Regions from separate parts of the Ovis aries genome. Here region 1 is linked to region 2. The links are chromatin contacts, called in public Hi-C maps. All regions are on one chromosome and are shown on one strand. The core of a region is the stretch at or near the end of the contact, and the rest is flanking DNA. Distances in the headings are between cores, read along the strand shown.

Region 1 (4,136 bases), core at 1,469-3,968, 44 kb before region 2:
GGACCTCCTACATCAGGAGGTCTTCCAGGGGAGGCTCTGCATCCCCCTTCCATCTCTTTCTGGGGATCAGGCCTGGAACATTCTTTAGAGGCTAGGAAGAACAAAGTCAGTGGGAGAAACCAGGATGAGGGAGGGAGAGAGAGAGAGAGAAGACAGGAAAGAAACAGGTAGCTATGAGAGAAAGAGACAGACGCAAAGAACAAACAGAGAGAGAGGGACACGGAGACAGAGACAGAGAGATAGAAACTGAAAGACCTAGAGACAGCGATAGGCAAGAAAAGGAGAAATAGAAACAGAGACACAAGTTGGTAGAGAGAGCAAGGAAAAGGAGACCCAGGGAGCAGGGAGATATGTGCTGGAAATGGCGGGATTGGGAGCATCTAGCAGGAGAGGGTCACACACTCACGTCAGTGGCTGCCAGTTAAGGGACACCTGTCTCTTCCTCACGCTGGGGCTGGGGCTCGGCAGCTCTGGGGGCCCTGGAGCCAGGCACCGCTGAGGGCCTGCACACTTTTCGGGCCGGCAGCTCCGGACCCTGCAGGAGGCTTCAGAGACAGCCAGGGACTAAGTGGAAAAGGAGGCAGCCGAGTTCTTCTTTCATCCAGCTCTCCAGCTGGGGTGAGGGATGAGGAAGGGACCCCCCGCTCTTCTGCTTCTACCATCTTCCCCCTCCAACCGATACCCTGCCTACAAGAACCCACCTCTAAAGCAGCGGCTTCTCCTGGGCCATCGGCTTGGGCAGCAGCGACAAGCAGGAGCACTATAAATAGAGGGAAGGAAGTCACTCAGCCCCTAGCACTATAGAACTCCCCAAAGGACAGCGATGAGGGATAGGGGAGGGGAAGCCAAGATAAGGCTGGAGGGTGCTTGGGGCTGATATGTGACCACTTTGAGGCACTTCGCTCGATGCCTTAGTTTCCCCATCTGTACAATGGGAGGCAAATTGGTTTAGGTAAAGGTCACAGCAACCTCATGTTTATTTTCCTTCTGAAGTGTTTGTTGGTAAGGCATTATTGGAAAAGACATTTTAAAGTCTTTTTTGAAAAAGAGAGAGACTCAGAGAGGATTTCTGAGCGCACTTCCAAGCCGGCTCTGGGAATCTAGAACCCGGCCCTCCCCGCACGTCCCTGTCCTGGACTCAGCCGTCATCCCGCAGTTTGCCAGAAGATGGCGCCACGTCCACAGGCCTCAACGGCTGGGGAGGGAAGTCCTCTTTTGACTGTGGGTCCAGCGGGGTGCAGAGGTGGACAGGGATACAGGAGCCACAGCCCAGCACTGAGAATCCCGAGGTCTGAGTTCTAGCCCGTTCCTGCCCTTCCACGCTGTGTGTCCTGGAGCCAGAGTCTCCTGATCTTTGGGCCTCAGTTTCCCGTCTGACCACGAGGAAGGAGTGGTTCTTCAGAAGGAACCTCCGCGCCGGGAGGGTCTTCGATTCTGGCTGGCGGAGCCCTCAGCTTGGGCGCAAGTGCGTCGCAACCCAGGGGCCCCCCAGACAAATCCATTATCCCCAAGCTAAGGGGGACGAGGGCTGTGGGTGCGCGCGCAGGTCAGGAGAGAAGAGCAGCGCGGGATGCTGCGAAGGGGACGTCGGCAGTATGGACTCTTTTTAGACGGGTGGGGCCTGGTAGGGAAAGGGGCGGCCCGGGTGGGAGCCTCCCTGACCCCCGATCCTGCCGTCATTCCCTCCCGCCTTTTCTCCGGGTTAACCCCTTCCCAGCCCCGCCCCCGGAGCGGCTCGGGTTACTAAACGTATTCGCAGAGACCGAGGCGGGAGCGGAGCCCGGGGCCTTTGTAACGGAGCGCTGGGCCGCAGGGCGGGGGGTGGGGGTACTGGGCAGACTGTTTCCTCCGATCTCGTCACCCGTAGACAGGAAGAGTGGCTATAACTCCCAAATCTATATGAAATTCTGGATTTCTTGCCGCGAAATCACGGGTACTTCATTCAAGCCCGGAATCCTCTAATTCTAGGAAACTAAAGCATCCTTAACCCTCGTGAAATCTGAGCCCCCCGGACCCCACCTCCGCACAATTTCCCACAAGCCCCTCCGCCATCAACACCAAACTCCAAGTCTTATAGGAAAAGGTCACTATTAATTATTTCAAGCATTCCCAAACCCCAGAAAACCAGGACGTCTCAACTCCTTAAAGCACCTTGATAACCTCCCATACTCTTCCTCCTTAAGGATCCCAGAAACCTGGGGGCCCCATCCCAGCTCGGCCCCACCCATCTATCATCCTAGGAGAACCCAAAGCCCCATCCCTATATAAACTGGGACCCTGCTCCAAATAAATTCTAGAATTCCCTGGAGCCACATCTGTCTCTACCGCACCGGGAGGGAGTCCCTCCGCTCAGAACCTCAATACACCTCGGATTCTAACCCCTACAAAACAGAAGGCCCTAATAAATCCAAGAGCTCTGGTTCTTTATCCCTATCACGAAGCAGTGGGCTCATGTTCCCCTAAATCCGAAAGTCCTGGTCTTCCTGGAGCGCCAGACTTATTGGGTGGAGGGGGCACAAGGACGAAGGGGCCGCAGCGGGGCTTACCCGGCCGGACGGCCCGGGATCGCCGCGACCTCGACGGCCTGGCTGGGGCTGGGGCCGGCGGCGGAGGCGGCGGTGGCGGCGGCTGCAAGGAGCGGCAGCAGCAGCACCAGCAGGAGGGGGCGGCGGCCGCTGGGGCCAGGCAGCCGCATCGTGTCCGGCGTGGAGTCGCGCTCCAGGCGGCCCGTCTGTCCAGCGGGTCCGGCTCGGCGCTGCCCCGCCTCCCGCCCCCGCCGGAGGCCGACTCATTTTCTCCACAATCCCAGTCGCGGGCTGCGAACTTCCCGCCAATCAGAGCTCTGTGCCGCCAGGGGGCGCTGCCTACACGGCCAATCAGGAGACGACAGGGGAGGGGCTACATGGACAGGTGCCGGGCGGGGGGCGCTGGGGCCCGGAATTTTCAGTGCCTAGGAGGGTACTGGCTCAGTGAATCCTGTCTTAAAGAAGAGGCCCCAAATGTGGAGCTGCTGGGGCTCCTCTTAGTCGATGCGTAGGTGGTAGGCGTGAAAGCTTGCTGACTCGCTTCAGTCGTGTCCGACTCTGTGAGACGTTATGGACTGCAGCCCCCAGGCTCCTCTGTCCATGGGATTCTCCAGGCAACAATACTGGAGTGGGTTGCCATGCCCTCCTCCAGGAGATCTTCCCCACCCAGGGATAGAACCTGCATCTCCTGCATCTCCTGGTTTGCAGGCAGATTCTTTACCGCTCAGCCACCTGGGAAGCCCGGTTCCCCTAAACTAGACTCCCACTGGAAGACCTCATCTCTCGGCTCACAGTCCTGGGAGAAATCCATCCGAATTTCCTCCCCGACGGGGGTAGATTCCGGAAGACCCCACGGGTGCCCACTTCTCACGCGAGAGACTCAGGATTCCGGGGGCTAACTCTAATGCTGCACCGAGCTCCAGGTCCCACCCCCGGACGGTACCACGACTCTACACCCTCCCACAGGATTGGCCCCTTCTCAAGGCCCTGTGTTTCAGGGGTTCCAGACTTGATAAACAATAGCTTGTTCCTAGGAAAGTTGTAGCCTCTGCCTCTCACAGGACCATGGCTGGGCCCCTAATTCACAGACTCCGCTTCCCTTCTAGAAGGCTCCCCCTGGCTCTGCTCCCCTATTTGCACCCCTGTCCACACCCCCCTCCCCAGAGGGTACCACACCCACTTCCCTGACTGAATTTTTAAAAGCTAAATTTTTCTCAGCTTTAAAAATTCTCAGCCCACTCCCAGAATTGCAGACTTTTTCTCCTTAAAGAATTCTAGTCCCGGGACTTCCCTGGTGGCTGAGTGGTAACGAATTTGCCTGCCAAAGCAGGAGACACGGATTTGATCCCTGATCCAGGAAAATCCCACATGCCTCGGAGCAGCGACGCCCATGTACCACAACTATTGCGCCTGTGCTCTAGAGTCCGGGAACTGCAGCACTGTGTCCATATGCTGCAGCCACCGAAGGGCGCATGTACAGATCCCGTGCCTCACTAGAGAAAAGCCCATGCAGCAATGAAGACCCAGCACAGTCAAACTAACTGAAATTAAAAGAAAAAAAAGAATTCCTCCCTTCCTAGGGACCTCTACCACTGGGAGCACCAAGCCACA
Region 2 (4,120 bases), core at 167-2,666:
AGAATACTGGAGTGGGTTGCCATTTCCTCCTCCAGGGGACCTTCCCGATCCAAGGATCCATCCCGCATCTCTTGAGTCTCCTGCACTGGCAGGCAGATTTATACCAGTGAACCACCTGGGAAGCCCCGCAGGGTTTCTCTTCAGGGTGATGAAACTGTGTTGGAATTAGTGGTGAGAGTTGCTTGACTTTGCAAAAACACTAAAAATCACTGAACTATACACTTTTAAAAAGTGCATTTTGTGGTATGGAATCATATCTCATTTTTAAAAAGACATTCAAATTCAAGGCAAAAACCAAACCAAATCAACAAAACACAGAGGCACCTATTTCCAAAACAACCTCAGCTGCTTTGCCACCCGGTGACACGCAAACCCAGACCCCCCTCCCCCCCGTAACAACCTGACTGCTACTCAGACCCACCTGCTGCCTTGAAAGTCAAACTGACAGTCGCTCAGTCGTGTCTGACTCTTTGGGACCACGTGGACTATACCGTCCATGGGATTCTCCAGGCCACAATGCTGGGGTGGGTAGTCTTTCCCTTCTCCAGGGGATCTTCCCAACCCAGGGATCGAACCCAGGTCTCCCGGATTGCAGGCAGATTCTTCACCAGCTGAGCCACAAGGGAAGCCCAAGAATACTGGAGTGGGTAGCCTATCCCTTCTCCAGTGGATCTTTCTGACCTAGAAATAGAACCCGCATCTCCTGCATTGCAGGCAGATTCTTTACCAACAGAGCTATCAGGGAAGCCTACCCGCAGCCTTCCCATACTCCAAATGGGGAAACTGAGACTCAGAGATCAGTGCCTGGCCTAGAGTGAAAACTGCCAGGACCAGAATTTGAAGCCAGGACCAGGGGACCAAAAACCCTCATGGCTCTCGGTCACTCTCCTTCTCTGCAATCCGGGATGATGTGGTCCAGAAAGGTGGGGTTAGTCACCTGCAGTCACACAGCAGTAGAATGGGAGTTCAAACCCTGGACGGTGTGGCTCCTGACTCTGGGCCATGCTGAGCTAGACGAAGAAATGTGGGACAAAGACTGAAAAGGGGCAAAGAGGGTGTTTTCTTTCTTTTTTTTTTTCCAATTAACTTTAATTGGAGGATAATTACAATATTGTGATTTCTTTTGCTAGACATCAACATGAATTAGCCACAGGTATACATGTCTGTCCCCCCCATCCTAAACCCCACCTCCCACCTCCCTCCTCACCCTATCCCTCTCAGTTAAAGAGGGTGTTTTCTTGGCCAGAGTGTTTTCTGGCTCAGGGTGAGTTGGGTAAGAAGTCTCTGGGGACTCAGCCCAGCAGCTGCAAAGCCTCCAGTGCCTTTTCCCCTGGCTGGTCCCCTCTCAGATGGCAGGAGACCAGCTCCCCCGTTCCCTCCTGGAGCAAGAGCCCAAGGCTGAGCCAGACCAGCTGGCCTAGCCCCTGGGAACTGGGAAAGCAGGGGCTTGGGACTCCACCATATGGCCCCTCAGCTGGGAAGGACAATTGGAGGAGGCCCGAAAGGAGGACTGAGGGGAGGGTGTCGTGTGGCCTTGACCTGGGAACTGGGGTTCCAGAAAGGCTGCTGCAGAGGCTGAGATGGAGGGACACGGGAAGGACGCGAGGAGGACGCAGGGACGAGGAGAGGTCAAGGGAGAGGGGCAGAGAGGGGGAACGGAAGTGAAGAGTGAGCGAGCAAGATGGAGAGGCAGAGAAAGACAGGTGAGGGAGAGAGGAAAGGGGAAAAAACTAAGAGAAACGGAGACACGGAGGAACTGGGGGAGCAGGGCTGGGAGACAGGCCCAGAGCGAGGCAGAGGGGACACAGAACTCACGTATCCACGCCCCTGGACCCGGGCCCCCACCTCCCCCAGCCCAGCCGGCTCGGGTGCCCTGAGGGGTGGGGCAGCCGGGAAATGTGCCCCACTGGACCGCCCCCCTCCCTCCCGCACAAGTCCAGTGTCTTGGATCTCAGGCGGGCCCCAGCAGTCAGCAGGGGTCACGGGAGTTCCCTCCCCCAGGGGCAGCTCCTGAGGCCCAGCTGGACTCCGTCTGGGGGCCTCGGCCCACTGAGTCACTCCCCGCCTCGGGCGCCCTCTGCTGGAGAAAGGGCCCAGGAGTCCCGCGCTGGAGCCTGCTCATCGCCATGTGACCCTCCCAGCCAGGCCCTCATCTCCGCCAGGTCTCAGTCTCTCCCTTAAACAATGGGGACCCCACATCACGCTCTCCAGGGTGTGTGGGGCTGAACCCGCCGCCCTGTGAACCCACCGCCCTGTGGAGGGTCAAGCCAAGTCCTCACTTGTCCAGGGCAGGGGCCCCAAACCCTCCCTCTGAAAGGGAGACAGGTGCTGGGGTCGCCAATTCCCCCCTCTAATTGCAAATGCAAATCCCACAGTGAGAAATGCTTCCCATCCCCCAGACTGGGGAAAAATCTAGAAAGTCTGACAACACCAAGCGCTGGCAACTATGGCTGGAAAAAGGAGCTCTCATTTAATGCATCAAACAGCATCAGGACTTAGGCAAGCTATCTGTCACAACCGGGTGAACTGCAAATGCCTCTAACTTCTCACACTGTACCAATGTTTCATATAGTACGTCCCCATCCAAAGACATTATTTTTCTAACTGAATTTTCTTTTTTGGATGCACTGCCGGGCTTGTGAAGTCTTAGTTCCCCGACCAGGGACTGAACCCAGGCCCTCGGCAATGAGAGCCTGGAATCCCAGCTCCTGAAACACCAGGAAGTAACCCCCACCGGACCCCTGCCAAATACATTTCTGAAAAGCTACATGGATGGGGGAGTGGGGAAATGCCTAAATGGACTAGAATCAGAAACAAATGAAACAACTATTTCACATAGTCAACATCATCTATGGAAGACAGAGAAATAACCCAACTTTCTAATGCAGTAGAGTGATGATGTACCCTTTGGTTGAAGACAATTAAAAATTTTAAACTTGTAAACAAGTATTGTCTCTTGTATTTGCTGGGTCAGCAATTTTGAAACTAAATCATTTTTTAATCTGCATCATTTTTTAATCTGTACGTTGTTCACATGAAGTTGCTAATATTATGATGTCCATTTTACTGAAGAAGAAACTGATGCACAAAAAGAGAAATAATGCCAGATCACGCACTTAATAAATCACAGAGCTGGGCTTGACCCCAGGCAGCCAGGCTCCAGCATACATGGCCTTGACCTTGGCATGTACTGCCTCTCATAGCCCTGTTGTCACCGAGTGGCTTAGTATTAGGGTTCTCTTTGTCGGACAGAAGAGGCACAGAGGCTCAGACCAGAGGTCAAGCCACACACCTAACATCACACACCTAGTAAGTGGCAGAGCTTTGATTCAAACCCATGCCACCGAGTGCCGAGTGCTTTTATCCACTGCAATAAACTGCCAGGAAAGAGGCAACATTGTAAGACAATGAATAATCCTAGCCGTAGTTGTTACTGTGCTGGAGGTCTTGGTTTGCCCCTCCTGACCACAGTCTAAACTTCTCCATCCTGCTCTGTGCCCTGGGTGGGTGGGGTGCCCTGTAAGGATCACAGCAATTGGCTCCCCTGCCTTCTGGCTTCCAGCTGGGCTGGGCTTAGGACCAGATACATAATTTGCAGGGCCCAGTGCAAAATTAAAATGCAGGTCCTTTGATTCAAATGTTAAGAATTTCAAAATCAGTAGAGGTTAAGATTCTGTGCTTCCACTGCAAGGGGCGAGGGTTCAATCCCTGGCTGGGGAACTAAGATCTGACATGGCCTGCAGCATGGCCAAAAAAAAAAAAAAGAATTTCAAAACTAAGAGGGAGTAGATGTATTATTTCCCAGCTCCTCCCTGCAGTAGCAGCCATTTTGTGTGTGTGTTTTATTTTCTTTTTTGTAGTCATTCATATATATACCTACATACATATGATTTTATTGATTGACTTTTACTTTTGGCGTGCCAGGTTTTCATTGCTATATGGGCTTTTCTGTAGTTGTGGTGAGCAGGGGCTATTCTCTAGGCGGGTGCAGGGCTTCAGTAGTTGCAGCTCCTGGGCTCCAGAGCACAAGCTCAACAGCTGTGGCACACAGGCTGAGCTGCTCCTCAGCACGTGGAATCTTCCCGGATCAGGGATCGAACCTGTGTCACCTGGGAAGCCT

Evidence for each region. A called contact is a pair of places that touch in the nucleus more often than the background predicts.
Region 1: a Hi-C map of tail adipose tissue shows a contact between it and region 2, with 5 times the contacts expected there. The contact joins the promoter of LTBP4 here to the enhancer-like site in region 2. A contact is called at or near these places in 8 of 16 Hi-C or Micro-C datasets (blood, hypothalamus, liver and 3 more).

What each region holds. Positions count from the first base shown.
Region 1 is chr14:49,307,490-49,311,625 of ARS-UI_Ramb_v3.0, reverse strand. It overlaps LTBP4 (latent transforming growth factor beta binding protein 4), which reads right to left and starts at 2,718. Exons shown (of 31, transcript XM_042232071.2): 1 at 2,547-2,718; 2 at 702-760; 3 at 407-545. The coding sequence starts at 2,695.
Region 2 is chr14:49,261,812-49,265,931 of ARS-UI_Ramb_v3.0, reverse strand. The region is part of intron 20 of SPTBN4 (spectrin beta, non-erythrocytic 4); the gene reads right to left. Among named protein-coding and RNA genes, the nearest start is that of SHKBP1, 28 kb to the left of the region's middle. Within about 2 kb of position 1,416, at least 10 of the 54 cell types and tissues checked have an H3K27ac peak or open chromatin away from gene starts, as enhancers often do. A contact at or near this core is called in tail adipose tissue, where this site is marked.